Linked DNA regions of Sus scrofa: all the other regions are linked to region 3. Evidence: chromatin contacts called from public Hi-C data. All regions are on one chromosome and are shown on one strand. Each heading gives the region's core, a stretch centred on a gene start, on an enhancer-like site or on the middle of the called end of the contact. The rest is flanking DNA. Distances are from core to core; before and after follow the strand shown. Region 1 overlaps LOC102161686 (a long non-coding RNA gene). Region 2 overlaps SMAD6 (mothers against decapentaplegic homolog 6). Region 3 holds the start of MAP2K1 (mitogen-activated protein kinase kinase 1).

Region 1 (3,896 bases), core at 361-2,860, 410 kb before region 3:
TCCAATTTTACCCCTAGCCTGGGAACCTCCATGTGCCACGGGTGTGGTCCCAAAAAGACCAAAAAAAGGGGGGGGGGTGAATCTACAGTATGTAAATTACACCTCAATAAACTCTCCCCCAAACAAACAGAAACCTGGCCCTTGGCAGATGATCAATTAAATGTTGAAGGAAGAGAACCAAGCAAGAGGAGAAGGTGAGAGGGTGGCAATGCTCCTGCTTGAGATGGAGGTTGGGAGGGGAGACGTGGGCGCCCAGAGTGGGGGTGACCAGGGGCAGCAGGACATTCAGGCTGGAGTCCCAGGGCCCACGGGGCCTTTAACATTAGCTGGCCTTTTTCCTCCTCCCCTCTCCTGCCCCTGCCCCTCCCCCTCGGTAAATGCCCCATCCCCCACTTCCACCCACATGTGCTCACTCTGGAAGGGTTCAGTCTCACTGTGGCCCAAGTTCATGTTCCTCTGGCTTCTGAGACCCGCCTGTGTGTGCAGAGAGAGCCTGAGGCTGGCCGCCCACCAGCTCTTTCCTGCCCTTCCCAGGTCCTGCCTGGGCCTCAGGACACACAGGCTCCCACCCTGCTGCTTCGGGCAGGGAAAGCCACCCCTGTGGGCAGAGTCCAGAGTCACCTCTCCCCCTCACTGCCGGAATCATTGCTCTGTGGCCTCAACCCAATGTGTGGGGACCCTGGGGGAGACTCCGTCCTTTCCCTGGAAGACCATTAGTCTAATCAGATCTTGATACCAGAAAGATGATACCGGAATCCGGGTTCTTGTTCACGGGGTTGAAGAATGAACTCCGCGGACACACAGGCAGCAAGCAAGCAAGCAAAGTTTTAATTAAAGAAAAGGAGATGGCTCCCAGGGTTACTGGGAGGGGGGAGAAGAGTCCCCCTTTCTCTATTGTCCTATAGGGGGTTTTAATTCCTTAAAGTTGGGGGGGGGTACCAAGGTGGAGTCCAGAGAGATGCGGTCTTCTCCCATTAGCCTTATTCAGTTACCCATATCAGTCTTTGTCCAATAGGGTCCTAGGGGTGGAAATGTCTAAAAGTGTCATAGTTTCTTTGTCCTTTTCATCCGGTAAACGGAGTCACAGGGGATCAGGGATTAATGTCCATCTGGGTGTAGGTACACTCCCTATAGTAAACACGGCCGGTGGGGATGTTACTCCCTGGAGCCCTTACGCCACGCATGTTCATCAATGGCCATATCAAAGAGGGCATCGAGGCCCATGCTCCTACACTGACTACCTGAGTTAATATTCTGCCTCAATCTCACCCCAAAGAGTTCTCTAGTGAGTCTAGGTGGAAACCCAGACTCACTTTGGTGGTTCTCAAGCTTGACAGCCTCCCCAGGGTGTGGAGCCCAGGCAACATCCTAGTTTCTCGCAGGCAGAGTTACAGAGGCAAACATGTTTTAACTACTGCTGAATATGGGCAGCAAGGAGGGACAAGGTGAGTCCAAACTTGTGAAGCAAAGCCCCAGATGCAGTAACCCGTGGGAGGTAGCGACTTAAAAGGAGAAGGAAAACTTGCCAGAAAAAGACTTTCTAAATGACCCAGCGGGGTGAGTCCATGTCATTGAAAGGCTGTAGGGGGCGCTGGATGCACATAAGCATCTGTGGGCAGCTCAGAGGAGCTATTCCAGTCTTGGGGAGGTTTCAGGATGTTTCAAAATCCAGTCTCCCCTGAGGCATGTGTGGCACTTCACCTATAAAAGCCAGTCATGGTAACTGCCTCCCACAATTATTAGAAAGATCAAGGGTGATTACGTAGGCGAAACTAAGAAGAGTTATTTGGGAAAAAAGGGTGCCTGGAGCCAGGACAACCAGATGGCAAGGGGTCATTAGACACATTACTGTCCTGAACCAGCCCTTGCCATGCAGGGGAAGGAGCATCTGGGGTCAGAGAACTGTGGTCTCAATCCTGTCTCTATCACTGTGGGGCTGTGTGACTTTAGGCGGACCACTGCTCCTCTCTGGGCATCAGTTTCCACATCTGTAAAATGGGCATAACACCTTCCTCAGTTGCTGTGAGAATTCAATGAGAAACGTGTTGGTGCATCCATGCTCCTGGAGTCCACCCGCGGGAGGGCTCAGTGAATGAAAATGAACGGAATAGGAAGGTGTATCAGCCTCCCAGTGTCAGCGTGAGGAGGCTGGGAGGAGCACCAGGCTTGGAGGTTCTGAGGTGACAGAGTGGCTGGAATCTGAACTTCACTGGTGGAACTGGGCCTTCTGAGGAGGACCCTGCCCAGGGTGGGGCCTCAAAAACCATGGGAGCACCTGTGCCCCTGTGCTGAGTATTTGGCCTTGGATCCACATCCTGGTCATGCTGCCTACAGATTAGGGGATACTAGTCAAGTGTCTTTACTTTTCTGTACCTCAGTCATCTCTTCTGTAAAGTGGGGCCATTATGCCTGCATCACAGGGTGCAATGTGCGTGGCTGGGTCCAAAGTTAGCATGTTCCCAGCAGCCTCTCTCCAAGTCCAGCTTTGCCCTCAACTCCTCCATCCCAGGGACTATAGGGGAGCAGATGTGAAAGGCCAAAGAGAAAATAGAGGCCCTGCCTGACCAGGCCCAGAGAGGGGAAGGAGCCCATGCAAAGTCTCCCAGGAAATTAGAGATAGAGCCAGGCTGCTTCCTGGAGGGGGTGGCCTTCTGAAGGCTAAGAGCTTCCCTGAACTTATTAGGGTTGTGATGTCTGAATCCATGTCCCAGGCCCTCACTCTGTGACTTCCCAGGGCTTCCCTCACATTCACCAGGGAACCTGCATTTCCTGAGCACGGGGAGTGAGTATCTGTGTGGGCCTAGGGAACCTCAGCTGCAGACACTGTACAGTCCTGTTATCAAGAGACCAGAAAGAGAGGAGTTCCCATTGTGGCTCAGTGGGTAATGAACCTGACTAGCATCCACAAGGACACAAGTTCGATCCCTGGCCTTGCTCAGCGGGTTGGGGATCCGGCGTTGCCGTGAGCTGTGGTGTAGGTCACAGACGTGGCTCGGATCCAGCATTGCTGTGATGGTGGCGTAAGCCAGCAGCTACACCTCCAATTAGACTCCTAGGCTGGAAACCTCCATATGCCACAGGATCAGCCCTAGAAAACAAATTTAAAAAAAGAGAGAGAGAGAAAGAGAGAGACCAGAAAGAGCGACTTTGGGCAGGAGCTTCCAGTGGGGAGTCCACACCTATGTCCCAAGACCAAGTTCTGAGGAGCATCACGCTAGGAGTGCCTGCAGACAGGAGGGTGGAGACAGGAGACCTGAGGAGGAAAACACTAGAAAGCTGTAGGAGAGGTGGTCCTAAGACCTGGGAACTAACTGCCCAGCCATGGATTTCACAAGGTCAGGGGCCTCCTCTCTCTCAACAGCTGCTTAAACTCTGGAGGCAAATTCCTAGTGGCTTCTGCTTCAAAATACATCCAGGCCTTACCATTCAGTGATACATACTGACACATTTATGATTGAAATAATATGATATCTGGGATGTGTTTCAAAATAATCCAGTTGTCAAGAAGGGGGACAGGTTTCCACTACGGAAACAGAATTGGCTGTGAGCTGAAGGTTAAAATGGGTGATGGGGACATAGGAGTTCTTTGTATTATTCTTGCTACTGCTGTGCATGTTTGGCATGTTCCCTAACAAAAAGTTCCTACGGCCAGAATCAGCCATTTCTCTCCAGCGCCAAGCTCACTGCCCTGGCCCTCTGGCCTGGACGGCCCCTGCAGTCACCTCACAGGTCTGCCTACCCTGGCAGGCCCCTCCAGTCTATTCTCAACACCACCACCAGAGGGAGCCAGTTACAACTTGAGTCCCCTACTCAAACCCTCCCGTGGCCCCATTTCATTCAGAGATCCTCAGCCTTCAAGAGAGCACTCCATCTTGCCCCTGTCACCTCTTAGGCTC
Region 2 (3,838 bases), core at 563-3,062, 270 kb before region 3:
GAGGGCCGGCCGGGCGCGGCGCGCTCACCTGGCCCGCAGAGCCGGCTGAAGTGGTAGGGGTTGCAGCACACGGTGGGGCCGTCGGCTGCGGCGGCGAAGCTGTGGCAGCCGCACAGGGGCTTGAGCTCCACGGCGTGCTGCAGGTCGGGCCAGCGGAAGAGGCGGCCGAGCAGCAGCTGCGGCGGCGCGGGCTGGCCGCCCAGGCGGAGGTCTGCGCGCGGCACCAGCACGCAGCCGCCCGGCACGCCGCCGCGGGACTCCACCGCCTCCAGCAGCGTGTCCAGCGAGCGCTCCTTGAGCCGCTTCAGCAGCGAGTACGTGACCGTCTTGAGTTCCTGCTCGAGAAGCAGCAGCCGCGAGCGGGCTTCACGACTCCGCCCGCTGCCCGCCGCCTCCAGGGCCGCCCCGGCCAGGGGGTCGCCGGCGTCCCGGGGCGCGCCAGCAGCGTCCCGCTCCGTGAAGAGGCAGCAGGTCACCGTCTCGCAGTCACTTTCAGGCAGCCAGCCCCGGCCTCCTGGTTCCGAAACGTCCAGCGGGGAGCCCCCAGCTCCGGCCCCCGGCTCCGACATGGGCCTCGGGGGGCCCCCTGCGCGCCGGCGCCTCCCCGCGCCCTGGGCGCCTCGCTGTCCCACCGCGTCCCGGGGCCGCCGCAGGGCTACCGGGCGGACTTCGGGGCGGCTGCAGCCTCCGCCTTCTCGTGGCCTCGGGGCCGGCTCAGCTCTGCTGCCCTCGCTCCCATCCTCGTCGCCGCCGCCGCCGCTGCCGCCGCCTTCCTCCCGGTCGGGGACCACACGACTTCGCCAAAGTCGCCGCACCAGCCCCGAGCGTTTGGACCTGAACATACGATATCCTTTGGCGCCAGGGGTGGGGGGGAGGCGGTCTCCGGTTACCGGGGTTCAGTTCCCTCAGCGAGGCGCCGGCTGCGCGAGCCGCAGCCCCACATGAAGCTCTGCCGCCGGGCGCCGTGCAGACCGCGCACAGCCTGTCGTCGAAGGGGCGCCGCAGGGCTGCAACATGAGGGAGCTCGCCGGGGCGGGACGGCGGGGAACGCGCGCACGCCGAGCCGCAGTCCGCGCCTGACCCGCGGCTACATGGACCCCGGCGGCGGGGCGGCTCAGCAACTCCAGCCCCGGCGCTTTACAGGGACTGCAGGCGGCGCACCGCCAGAAGGACCCCGCATGGGCCGGCAAGCCTTCAAAAGTTGCGCGGCTGGTCCATGAGCACAAAGCGCTCGCGCCGAACCCCCCAAATGTGTCTGGGAAGCCCTGCTTTTAAAACCCAAGAGCTTCACTACATGGGCTTTTCCTGCAGGATCCGAAAGGCAGGCTTGTTGATACCCTCGGCTTCCTTCTTACTCCCTGCAAAAGGGGGGGGGGAGGGAAAGAAAGAAAAAGAAACCCCAAACAAAACCAAAATCCCTGGAATTGCATGCACGAAAGGCCAACTCCGTCTCAGGTCCCGGGCGCTAGATGCACTTGGAGCGAATTTCTCCTGAACGCGGGTGTCAACACATGAGTGGAAACTGTAAAAATCCCAAAGAGCTGCTGGGAATCCTTAATTAAAAATGCAATCCACCGAGGAAGAGGTCGCAGCCCGCCCCACGCTGCGCTGGGACGCCCGGGACGTTGCGGCTGCAGAGGTCGCCCCCCTCCCCCCTCCACAAAAAGTGCCTCCCGGTGGCCCCGCGGTCCCAGCGAGGTCTGGCGAGGCAGCGCCCGGCGGCTCTTTCTCTCGGCTCGGCTCCCTCGCTCGCTCCCCAGATCGGCTCTCTCTCTTTTTTGTTCTCCTCAAACGCACACTGAGGGCCCCCGGAGGAGCGCCGCGGAGTCATTGGCTGCCTCCCATCATATGCCAGTCTAGACACTTTGGCGGCTCCGCGGCGCTGATTGTTGCGCAAACAAGGTTTCAAGTTTCTTAACTCTTAAAGGAGAACACGTCCCTTTGCAGGGCCGGAGGCTCTGAGGGGCCGGCTCCCAGGGCGGGCCGAGCCCTGGCCCCCGCCCCGAGCTCGCCCCCGCGCCCCCCTCCGGCCCCGGTCCTGACAGCGCCCACGGCCAGCTCTCTGGCTCGCGTGCGCCTCGGGCACGCATGCGAGCGAACAACACACACACACATACACACGGTTACACAAACCACTGCGGGCGGTGCGAGGGCTCGGCGAACCCACAGAGACTTGGATGCAAACGGGGCGCTTTGCCTTTCCTCGGCTTGTGCACAAACTTATACATTGCACTTTAGAGTTGTTACATACCCCCAGCCCAGAGAAGGCTTATAAAAATGGGTGTGCGTGTGTGCGTTCGTGGCTTGCATCTCTTGGGGTGCAAAGGGGGCTGCTGATTTGTGCAATAGCGGGATCTTCCGTGAGAGGACGCGGTTTACACACCCCCTGCGCAGTCAGGGGTTTTCCGCTGGGCCGACCGCGGAGCGTGGGACGCCTCCCGCATGGGGGCTCCAGGCTTGCAGGAACAGGGAGTTAGAGAGGGTGGGGTAGAGGCAGGAGATGTCTTCTCTCGGCTCTTCTTAGTCGCCAAGTCTCTTCCTCAGAGCTAGGCGGGCCTCCAGTGTCCCGGGCCCCCTCGAGGCTGAGTGATTCTTCCACCCCTTTCCCTTCCCCAGTTTATTCTCTGCACAGCGAAGAGGAATATAGGTAGTAGGGCTCGTGATTTCCCCAACAACGTTTCACCATGGGAATGGGGGTGGGTTGGGGGAACCGCTTCCCCCCCCCCCCCCCGATCCAGGATGAGCCGGTGGGGGCGCAGCAGCAGGCCTCCCGGCGCGGGAAGGGTTAAGGCCGCTCTTGCCCCTGGAGCCGGCGCGGCGGGGTACCTCCTCGGGCGCGCTAGCTCGTCCGAGGGTGGCAAAAGTTCAAGCTTGTAAAGTCGGGATTGGCCCCGAGCGGAGGGAAAAAAGACCTGGTTCCCCCTCCCCCCTCGGGCGCGGCGCCGATTGGCCGGGCCACGGGGCGGGCACCGCCCTCTCCCTGGCGCAAGTCGGCCCCGCCCCGGGCCTGGCGCCCCGCCCCTTTCCGGGCAAGAGCCCGGCCCTGCTCTGAATGAAAGAAATTCCGCTACTCTCATTGGCCCGGGGCTGGGCGCCATTCCCCAGCGAGGGCAGAGGGGGCGCCTGCGCGCGCGCCTCCCTCGGGGGTTCCCACGTGTGGGGCTGGCCTTGTGAGCGTGCGGTGGTGTGAGTCCCCGAGTGGGCCCGAGTTGTGTGTGCCCTGGGGGAAGGGCGGTGTTTGTAGGAAGGACTCAGAACCTTTTGCCGAACTTCACCTGGAGCCAGGCACTGTTCGCTCCGCACCCTCTGGGAGAGGCGGTTACTCTGGAGAACTGAGGGCAGGACTTAGAATCTTCCCCACCCTCATCCCCTTCTACTTCGGCCTAATGAAAACAGCTGTCTTGACCTCAGTTTCTTGTTTGATAAATGGGGTTGTTGATGCCTGCCCTGCTTTCTTCACAGAACCATGAAGATTCTACAAGACAGTGCATTTTAAGTTCACAAATCGCAAGTAAACAGGGTGAATTTTCACAAGTGAACAAAACACCTGTGTAAGCAACACCTAAAGGACAACTAAAGAATAAAGGATCTTGTACCCCCTTTTCGATCACTTCTTGCCCCTGGGGAAATTAATGTAAGGAGAAACTCAATGTAATGTAGTTTTTTAATAGCTTGTTTTAATTAGGGTATCTGCTGGTTTGACCATGGATTGCAATAACTTGTGTTTACTATGGGCAAGGCCATGTTTCAAGCATTACAAAGATTTTAGTCATTCTCACAACAACACTGATACTCTTATTTCCATTTTATAAATGAGGAAACTGAGGAATAGGAACTT
Region 3 (4,045 bases), core at 282-2,781:
GTTACAGAAATCACCAAAGGGCAGAAGGTTCAGGCCTAATCTATTCATTTTATTAGTTAGCTTTCTCAGTCTTCAGTCTGCAGGTAAGAGATTAAGAACTAAATCTTTTCTGGTATTTCTCCAGCTCACCAAGTCTTTCTTCCTCATACAATCCTGTCCCTTACCCAGGACGAAAAGCAGATGTAGGAACTTGGAAACAGCAATGAAACAGTTTCATCACTGTCTAATGAAATAAAGTGCTGGTTTGTGGGCAACACTGGAAGCTGCAGAAATGGAGCACCTTATGTGTGATTTCCAAGGCCAAGGTGTCAGGCCTCAGGTCAGAAATTTAGGGATCATGGTCAAATAAAAAACCCCAGGAGACACTAATGAAAAGCGATTTGATGAATGAGTGAATGAATGGTCAGAAGAAGAAAAAGAAAAGCCGCTCCCTTAGAGACAAGAGGGTTTCCAGGAAGGCCAAGGAATGGGAGCCCCCAAAGTCGACAAGGGAGAAGCCACGGGAATATCAGTGTACACACGCCCCCCCCCCCCCCCGGGCCAGGCGGTAGCCGCAGCGAGGCAATCCTAGGCCACAGGTGTCAGGTAAGAAGGTGAGGGCTGCTAGCCGGTCCCAACTCCACACTCTACAAACTGAGCTGGTCTCAAAGACGCAGATGTGATCTTAATTACTCCAAGACATCTGCTCCCTTCTCCTCGTTACAGGCCAAAATCCCGGAGGATCTGGGGAAAACAGCTGGGGACGGGCGGGCAATGAACCAGTTTTTAATCTTTAAGGGAGAAGAGGAAAATGATCAGAAGTCAGGGATGACTGAAAGGGTCGGGAAAGGGGTGGGGATGGGCGGGGGGGGGGGGAGATCGACACTCCTTGGGTCCACTGACCGGTCTGAATCAGGAGCACAATCAGTGCTTAGTCACCTCGGCGGCGGGGAGTTCCTCGAGCCCGACAGCCCGAGACGTACGTGACGACTCGAGAGGAGCCCCGCGCGCCGCACGCACCCGACTCCGCTCTTGCGCCCCGGCCCGGGCCACCTCAGCACCCCCAGACTTACTCCGCCGAGCTGGTCCCGTTAACCGCGGAGCCGTCGGGGGCCGGGTTCAGCTGGATGGGCGTCGGCTTCTTCTTGGGCATTTTGGACCGAGCGAAAGCGCTTCCAACTCCGCGGGGAGGGCGGCCCCTCTTGTTTCCTCCCTCTGAGCTGCCCGGCGCCCGGCGCGCGGGACCAAGTCAGGGCCACCGGCCCGGGGCTGCCTTCGGGGGGCGCGCTCCGCGCGGTCCTGTCGGCACCGAGGGGGCCGGTGGCGGTCTCGGGAGACCCCCCGCCTTACTCTCTTGGTGCACAGCAAACCGAAGGGCTTCCCCGCCGGCGCAGCTCCGCAGCCCGGGATTCCCTCCGACTCTACTGCAGTCAACCGGTCCCTCCCGCTCGAGGGGCGCCGCGGCGCGCGCACTACAGCCTTGTCCAGCTACAGCCGGGGAAAGTGCGCCGCCGCTACCGCCGCGTTCCAAGCGGGTCCGCGCAGCCGTCCCAGAGAGGGACTGGAGGGCGGGGGAGGGGCGGGGAAGGGGGAAGCCTCACCTCCCCACCCAGGAGGCTGCGTTTTCCACACACCCACTCGGCTCCGCCCCTATTACCTAGCCGACAGCCAATAGGAGCACTCCTCGGCAGCAGATGACGCGGAAATACGTCACGGGGGCGCGGCGCGTTAACCTGGGGGAGGGGTCCGGTGGTGGTTCAGCCGCGCCCTCTGCTGCCCAGAGGCACGCAGGTGGACCCATGGAGAAAAGAGGTCGTGAATCCTGGTTCCCACAGCTAGCAGAGAGGGGAGCTTGACCTGGTTGGTAGCGACACAGTCTCCTGCTCTGCGGTGATTATAGACCCCAGGCCGAGTCACGTTGACAGAGCTGAAGTAATAAAATGAATAAAGGAAAAGACCCGATTTTTGTTTCTAGAGGCAGCGTCGGAAATAGTCAATTTGTCTAGAGACTCCTTGCGCACAACAAACTGGCAAATAGATATACAGATACATATAAAACGGTAATACTACTAATCTGTTAACGAAGGTACAGGGAGATGGGTATTCAGTGGTGATGAGACTGTAAATTGGGGCAACCTTTTCTGAGAGCATGTTGGGAATATATTTTTAAAGTTTTAAAAACAAAAAAAGCTTTTTCAACCAAGATTTCCAGTTCTATAAAACTGAGGAAATAAGATATCAATAAAAAGCTTAAGATCAAAGGTGATTCAAATGACTGAAAGTACACATTGAATCCATCTCTTCCCCTTCGCCTTTCCTAAAGTTCTAAAAGCATTAGGTGTGCAAAACAATGCAAGCATCTGCACCTAGTGGCTCAGAGAAGCGTGTCAGCTGTTTGCAGTATATAGAGAATAAGGTTTCCTTTTCATTTTGTAGACTATTTGAAGTTTTATTATTGTTATTATTATTATATATAGCATATTCAATTTTAAACATTTTAAAAAATTGTTAAGATTAATATGAGAATGTAGGAGTTCCCTCTGTGACACAGTGGGTTAAGAAGCTGGATTTGATCCCCCGCCTGGTGCAGTGGGTTAAAGGATCCAGTGTTGCCACAGCTGTTTCATAGGTTAAAGGTGCAGCTCAAATTCAATCCCTGGCCAGAGAACTTCCATATGCCACCAGTGCAGCCATTTAAAAGATAAAAAAAAAAAAAAAAAGATGAGAATGTAAAATAGTGCAGATAATTGGAAAAATAGTCTGGCAGATCCTCAAACAGTTAAATATAGTTACAGCATGCCCCAGCAGTTCCACTCCTATGTGCTCAAGAGAAATGAAAAAATATATATCCATACAAAATTTGTACACAACTGTTTATGCAAACGTTATGGCAGCCTTAGTTATAACAGCCAAAAAGTGGAAACAGCCTTAGTTATAACAGCCAAAAAGTGGAAACAGCCCTTTCTTTCTTTCTTTCTTTCTTTCTTTCTTTCTTTCTTTTTTTTCTTTGTCTTTGCTTGCGGCATATGGAAGTTCCCATTCCCAGTTCCCAGGCCAGGGATCGAACCTGAGCTACAGCAGTGACCCAAGCAGCTGCAGTGACAATGCCAGATCTTTAACCCGCTGTGGCACAAGGGAAATCCTAGCAAAGGTTTCTTAAACAAGACACACACATTAAAAAACCCCACAAGTCGTAAAGGAAAAATATGATAAATTGGACTACATTACTGTTAATTACTTTCAACCTTCAAAAAGTGTAAAAAAGGGAGTTCCCGTCGTGGCACAGTGGTTAACGAATCCGACTAGGAACGATGAGGTTGTGGGTTCGGTCCCTGCCCTTGCTCAGGGGGTTAATGGTCCGGTATTGCCGTGAGCTGTGGTGTAGGTTGCAGATGCGGCTCGGATCCCGCGTTGCTGTGGCTCTGGCGTAGGCTGGCGGCTACAGCTCCAATTCCACCCCTAGCCTCGGAACCTCCATATGCCGCGGGAGCGGCCCAAAGAAATAGCAAAAAGACAAAAAAAAAAAAAAAGTGTAAAAAAGAGTTCCCTGGTGGTGCAGTGTTAAGGATCTGGTGTTGTCACTACTGTGCCTCGGGTCACTGCTGTGGCACAGGTTCAGGCCCTCTCCAGGCAAGTTCCACATGCCACTGATGTGACCAAAAAGAAAAAAAAAAGATAAAAAGGAGAGGAGACATTTGCAACACATATATTGGAAAAAGAAATCATATCTATAATATATGAAGAACTCCTACATGGGAGTTCCCATCGTGGCTCAGTGGCTAATGAATCCGACTAGGAACCATGAGGTTGCGGGTTCGATCCCTGGCCTTGCTCAGTGAATTAAGGATCTGGTGTTGCCGTGAGCTGTGGTGTAGGTCGCAGACTCAGCTTGGATCTGGCATTGCTGTGGCTCTGGCATAGACTGGCGGCTACACCTCCAATTCGACCCCTAGCCTGGGAACCTCCATATGCCATGGCTGTGGCCCTAGAAAAGACAAAAAAAAAAAAAAAATGGTAACATATTAACCAGAAGAAGATATGAAAAGATGCTGAACTTCTTTATCAG

Evidence for each region. Hi-C and Micro-C count contacts between places; a contact is called where the count stands out from the background.
Region 1: a Hi-C map of omental adipose tissue shows a contact between it and region 3, with 2.2 times the contacts expected there. The contact joins the enhancer-like site here to the promoter of MAP2K1 in region 3. A contact is called at or near these places in 9 of 47 Hi-C or Micro-C datasets (alveolar macrophages, embryonic fibroblasts, fetal heart ventricle and 6 more) and 1 of 2 datasets of contacts at active chromatin or transcription factors (alveolar macrophages).
Region 2: a contact with region 3 is called in a Hi-C map of skeletal muscle, with 4 times the contacts expected there. The contact joins the enhancer-like site here to the promoter of MAP2K1 in region 3. A contact is called at or near these places in 10 of 47 Hi-C or Micro-C datasets (alveolar macrophages, brain, embryonic fibroblasts and 7 more) and 1 of 2 datasets of contacts at active chromatin or transcription factors (alveolar macrophages).

Annotation. Positions count from the first base shown.
Region 1 is chr1:164,792,240-164,796,135 of Sscrofa11.1, reverse strand. All of the region lies in intron 3 of LOC102161686 (a long non-coding RNA gene), which reads right to left. Among named protein-coding and RNA genes, the nearest start is that of SMAD6, 140 kb to the right of the region's middle. Within about 2 kb of position 1,610, at least 5 of the 83 cell types and tissues checked have an H3K27ac peak or open chromatin away from gene starts, as enhancers often do. A contact at or near this core is called in omental adipose tissue, where this site is marked.
Region 2 is chr1:164,654,090-164,657,927 of Sscrofa11.1, reverse strand. SMAD6 (mothers against decapentaplegic homolog 6) reads right to left here. Exons shown (of 4, transcript XM_003480446.4): 1 at 29-3,838. The coding sequence starts at 842. Among named protein-coding and RNA genes, the nearest start is that of SMAD6, 3.4 kb to the right of the region's middle. Within about 2 kb of position 1,812, at least 61 of the 83 cell types and tissues checked have an H3K27ac peak or open chromatin away from gene starts, as enhancers often do. A contact at or near this core is called in alveolar macrophages, embryonic fibroblasts, omental adipose tissue and 2 more, where this site is marked.
Region 3 is chr1:164,379,378-164,383,422 of Sscrofa11.1, reverse strand. It overlaps MAP2K1 (mitogen-activated protein kinase kinase 1), which reads right to left and starts at 1,531. Exons shown (of 10, transcript NM_001143716.1): 1 at 1,053-1,531. The coding sequence starts at 1,132.